Regions from separate parts of the Siniperca chuatsi genome. Here region 1 is linked to region 2. The links are chromatin contacts, called in public Hi-C maps. All regions are on one chromosome and are shown on one strand. The core of a region is the stretch at or near the end of the contact, and the rest is flanking DNA. Distances in the headings are between cores, read along the strand shown.

Region 1 (2,730 bases), core at 123-2,622, 91 kb after region 2:
TCAGTTCTCCCTAATTTAATAGCAGCTTGTATCAACAAAATACATGCACCGTAACAGGACCTTTTTATAAAACAATATGATTCTATCCATTTTAATTAAATAACAAAAGTGGGGATGTCAGCAAAGCAGCTGCACACAGCAGCCAAGCGCAGGTGGGGTGTGCAGGGCCAAACCATTTAGCCGACTCGGCATCATTTGAAAAGGACTCTGCACTTTCTTGTTCAGTTGTTTGTCCTTTGTCCTCAGCCATCCTGAATTAGCCTCACTCATAATACTACTACATGTGAAAAATGACGCTATATACTCAATATGAATTAAATGCTTATTGAAGATACTGTATGTAGATATCTCCCTATTAGTTTATAAAAGGGCTTTTGCATTGTGTGTGTTATTAGTGCTGTAGTGACCTTTCTCTTGCTGCTTAAAAGTCAACCTGCCCAGGGCCGCATCACATTGCGCTCTAATAAGACAGCAGAGGGGAAAGAAGGCTTAAGCCGGATTTATGCCTCGCCGTCGAGGTGTTCCGGCAGTCGTACCGTAAATGACTCCGGCATAGGAATTGATTTATAGTTCAGCATAAGATTTAACCCGTTGATTGTCATCGCACCGCTGCAACACTTGATGGATGTGTTGCATGCTATCAAGCTGTGTCATGCATTCATTATACACCTAAAGTTAAAGTGTTTACATTATTTCATTATCCTGGTGATAGAGACAATCATGGTGAGGAGAAGGTTTGCGCTGGAAATGGTTTCACTAGATTACAAAAAAGAACATCTCTTCATCTTGCCCAATGTTGTCTTCACTTCAACAGTCTCTACCAGCCTCAGGAACATGTTGAAGATAACACAAAATAGCTGAAGCTGACCAATCACAGTTCTTGTGGTTCCCACATGGTATCTTTTGTTGCCCTGATGTGTAGTTACGTTTTTAAGGAGGTGCCTGTCAGCACTAGTGGTACCTTTTTAGCTTGATCTACAGGGCTTCTGCAACATCCTGACAAATAAGTATATATCTGGCTTTGACTGTATACGATTTAAAAATGTTGGTAAAAGTGTTTGATGAACACAAAAATGCTGCATGTAGGGCTGCATCCCCAGTCTCTTCTGCATTTCCCTTCTTTTGTCAGTCAGCAGGGCTTTGCAAGGGTTAAACTTTCTCCTGTCTTCTTCCATCCTCTGGCTGGCCTTGTCTCGCTGTCTGTCTTTCTCTCTCTCTCCCCCCTCTTCTTCCCAGGACTGGCTCCTACAGATGTTGCCTGTTAAAAATCTTCCTGCCAGGCCTCAGCTGGGCTATAGCAACACATGATGTCATCTAGACCCACCTCCCTCTCCCTCCCTTCCCCGCTCATGTGCGACTGAACACTCCAGAACAGTCTCCGGCCGCCTGCCTGTGTGTGTGTTCTATTTTTTCCCTTTGGCTTCATTGTCTTTCTTGTTCTGTTCATCGTCCTTCTCATTTCTGTTCTGCAGTGAACTTCCATATAGTTTTAGGTATCGCTTGCTTTCTTTTGTCTTTCTTTATAAGTATCTAAACTAGCTCCTGCCTCGTATTTTCTCCTCTCATCATCACTCTCTTGCCATCCTCCTTTTCCACCAGACCAAATAATTAAAGAGAGAAAAGTGAGGGAGACATGCCAAGCCCCCCCTGAAGAGAGTCGGTCCGCTGAGCCCTCCTGTGGCAGGAAGTGGTCATGACAGCTTTGTCAGCAAACGGTGGCTGGACAAATATAGTAGATATCTGGACAACTGCTGCTTTAGCACTTAGTTAATATTTCAAAATAAGTCAGTTTGAACTTGTGAGATTATATGTCCAATTGGTAATTCATTCTTAAATAACAAGTAAAATCACAATGACTGTTTTTGTGAGGAGTGCACATAGTGTGACATGAAATATGTATCACGCGAAAACAGTAGTGCTCTTGCTGTGCAGCTTTCCTTTATCCACTCATATCGTTGCTGTATTCTCTCTTTCAGTCTTCCTTTGATCCCTTTCCCTTCCTCACTTCTTCTCAACACCCTTTCTTTCTTTCCTCCCTCTCTCCTTGTCACCTTGTGTTTTTCCATTGTGGTGTGTGTGTGTGTGTTTGGGGGGAATGATTGACGGAGGCAGGGTTAAGTTTCAGTCCCCCCTTATCTTTTAATGGCCTGGTCTTTGTGTCTGCCCCCTGCCACCTGAGACGAACACAATACAATACATACACACACACACACACACACACACACACACACACACACACACACACACACACACACACACAAATGTGACACGAGAGCCCTTCAAAGGCAAACCTGTCAATGGGCCGGCTGTCACCTCCCTCCTGTGGTGCCCCGACTGTGATTGATAACTCCATCGCTCCCATTCCTCCTCCTTTCTTTCTCCTGTGGTTCACTTCCAGCTGGTCTGGACAGAAAGACACACAGATACTGGAGATAGATGGCAGCAAAACATGATTATAGATGCAAATTTTTATGTTTTCTATTGAGAATTGCCCACCCCTAATTTGTGTGCATTGTTTAGATGTTTGAGAATAAAAATGAGAAAACATGTTTGCTCTGTTTGAAAATAAAAAATTAAATGTAACTAAATATAATAGGAAGAAGTAGCCCCTTTATGTTATGAAACTACAGAAACAGATTTCCAGTTTCACCCATTCAGATATTGGCTACCAAATACTGATCTTTAACTTTACAAGACCTCTTAGCACTTTAGCCCCCCCCCCTCACACCT
Region 2 (2,700 bases), core at 60-2,559:
GACTACACTGGAGCTAAGGCTTTTCCATACTAAATTATAACTAAAAAGCCCCAAACTAAAGTTTTCACAGATAAAGGTTTCTCAAAAGCACAGCATTTTATATCCACTTTGTATTTAATTTACTTTACCTGTATTATAGCGTATTATATTTTATTTGCTTAGTACTTCTATTCCTTCTATTCTCAAGTGTGCATTGACGTGATAGTGAGCAGCAGTAATGAAAGAGTTTCCCCTCGGGGATCGATAAAGTATTTCTGATTCTGATTCTGAAAATGAAAAAAAAAAAGTCTATAGTCTAATGTTTAACCTTGTGGGGGTGGTGTGGAGTGGGGGGTTGGGAGTAATGGGCTGTCATTTACATAAACATTTGGGATCCACCACTTGTTTGTCCCCTAGCCTCTTCTGAGAATTCTTCTTTTAGCTTGAAACATGACTGTTTTTGCCTAACAAAAGTAAAACTACCACAGGTACAGTGTAGTCCCTCATTCGTCCAGGAGTGTTCTATCGTAGAAAAGGTTTCAGTCGTAGTCATCTGGACACTGTTTTCAGAATCAAGACGTTTCGGCTCCCATCCGGAAGTCATTCTCAATTGTGAAAAAATTGGACGGGAACTGGAAATTTAAACTACTCTGAGTTACATAAGCCCTGCCCTCAGGAAGGAATCTGCCTGAGTATCTGTTAATAGCTAGTTTCACCTGAAACTGACCTAATAGTTTCAAGATGGCCCAGTAATCAGTAATCAGGCCTATTGTTCTCTGGCTGCAGAGAACAATAGGGCAGGGCTTATGTAACTCAGAGTAGTTTAAATTTCCAGTTCCCGTCCAATTTTTTCACAATTGAGAATGACTTCCGGATGGGAGCCGAAACGTCTTGATTCTGAAAACAGTGTCCAGATGACTACGACTGAAACCTTTTCTACGAGAGCTACCACAGGTACAATAAATTACAGTATATCAAAAACATGATTGTTCCTCATAAGATCATGTTAGGAAAAAAGATCACTTGGCATTGAGCTTAGGCTATAGGCATTTTATCTCCATAGGATTATGATCATAACATAGGATTTTATATACTGCCATCATAGGGGAAGTATAAACCTACTTGTGACCGCCCATGTCACCTTGACATGCCCGCAAAACTAATATTATAGCAGTTACAACGCAGCATTTAGTGCAAGATCACTATAAACTGTGTATTGCAATTACCACAGACCCACTGGGTCCGTAAAAGAATATGGTATAGGAATATTTGGCAGCGTTTTGTGTTTAGGGTTGTCTTATAGGCATTTTGAAGTTGCCGCTGAATGGTGAAGGATGTGATAGGCTGAGGCTAGGGAAGAAAGGAGCTGCTCTCAGTTAGTAGAGCAGTGCCGCTGGAGAGCTCTCTCGTCGACTGCAGGCTCCAGCTAAAAAGACGTGACACCTAACGTTTTATTTTTAATTTTATTTATTAATTTTTCGTCGTCTCGTCACCTCAAACAAGATGTAACTTGTTGACATCACCTCAAATATATTCATGTATTTGAAAAGAGCCGGGAGCGAGTGCGCAGAGACGAGAAGCCGAGCTGTTTTGGCGAATGGAACTTATTGTTGTGCATTTGTTTTGACTATGTTATCCCCAAGTGAGTTTGGCTTCAGTCCGTCTCTGTCCGTCGTCGACCCTTGAATTTTGGGATTTATATCCGAATAGTTTAAGGGAAAGACCGAAGGAGGATTCTGCAAAGCCAGCAAGCTTTTCCTACAGAGCCGGGGATTTAAATCGTCATTTGGTGGTGCTCCGGGAGAGGCGAGAGTCAAAGAAAGAAATTCATGTGGCCATTCTCTCGATAGCCAAACATTTTTTGGGATTGCATAATGAGCAAGGAAAGACCTAAGAGGAATATCATTCAAAAGAAATATGTAAGTAAAAACACACCTTTTCTTAAATTGCTCACAAATGCAATTGCTCTATTCAAGTTTGCCTTGCTCGTCTCGATGAAAATGCATAAACTTTCATCACGGGCTGTGAAGGTTACCATCAGGGAGCTTGTGTGCTATTTGGGTCAAATATCCTTTTAAAAGGTAACGGCTAAGTTGCCTCAGCGTGTTAACAATTACATGCTTTTTATTTAAAGAGACAGCAATGTTTATTCAGTGTGTGTTGCAGCGTTTCTTCGACATCAGACATGTTTTAGGCTATTTGAATATCGGGGGCGTTGGGGGATTGCTTCGCTCATTTTGACTCGTTTTAACGCGTGGTGGGGGATGCACGGTGTGTCTTGGCTACGTGATAAAGCTATAAAAGGTTTTTAATTAAAAGACTTGGCAAACTGTTTCCAGAAAAGGCTTTTGTTCGCTCCCCATTTCTTCCTATTCAAAGCCGTGAAGACAAGCCTGTCGGCCATGGCTCAGCTATTTCGGCTTCCATTTCGTCCCATGCTGAGCATTTTATCTCCGCTTTAAACTGAGCTCTTTGCTCGTGAATGTAAGACCATTCTCATGCTGCAGTTTATGTATAGAGTTTATGTTAAACGTAGCGTTGTGTCTGTCGGCGCTGTGTGTTTTTTACTGGAGGGCTGGCAAACCGACATGTTTCGCGGACTGTTGTGGCTCTTTAATTTTCTCCATAAAGAGTGAGGGAGAGCAGGAGGAAAGGGGGTCATGCAATTCAGCATAATCGTTCAATTTCCAACACTTGAAACGGTGTGGGGACACTCTTGGC

What was found. Hi-C and Micro-C count contacts between places; a contact is called where the count stands out from the background.
Region 1: a Hi-C map of liver shows a contact between it and region 2, with 1.8 times the contacts expected there. The contact joins the enhancer-like site here to the promoter of jarid2b in region 2. A contact is called at or near these places in 2 of 3 Hi-C or Micro-C datasets (liver and skeletal muscle).

Annotation. Positions count from the first base shown.
Region 1 is chrLG17:13,762,744-13,765,473 of ASM2008510v1, forward strand. All of the region lies in intron 6 of jarid2b (protein Jumonji), which reads left to right. Among protein-coding and RNA genes, the nearest start is that of dtnbp1b, 87 kb to the right of the region's middle. Within about 2 kb of position 1,373, the one cell type or tissue checked has an H3K27ac peak away from gene starts, as active enhancers do. A contact at or near this core is called in liver, where this site is marked.
Region 2 is chrLG17:13,672,190-13,674,889 of ASM2008510v1, forward strand. It overlaps jarid2b (protein Jumonji), which reads left to right and starts at 1,310. Exons shown (of 18, transcript XM_044170692.1): 1 at 1,310-1,898. The coding sequence starts at 1,854.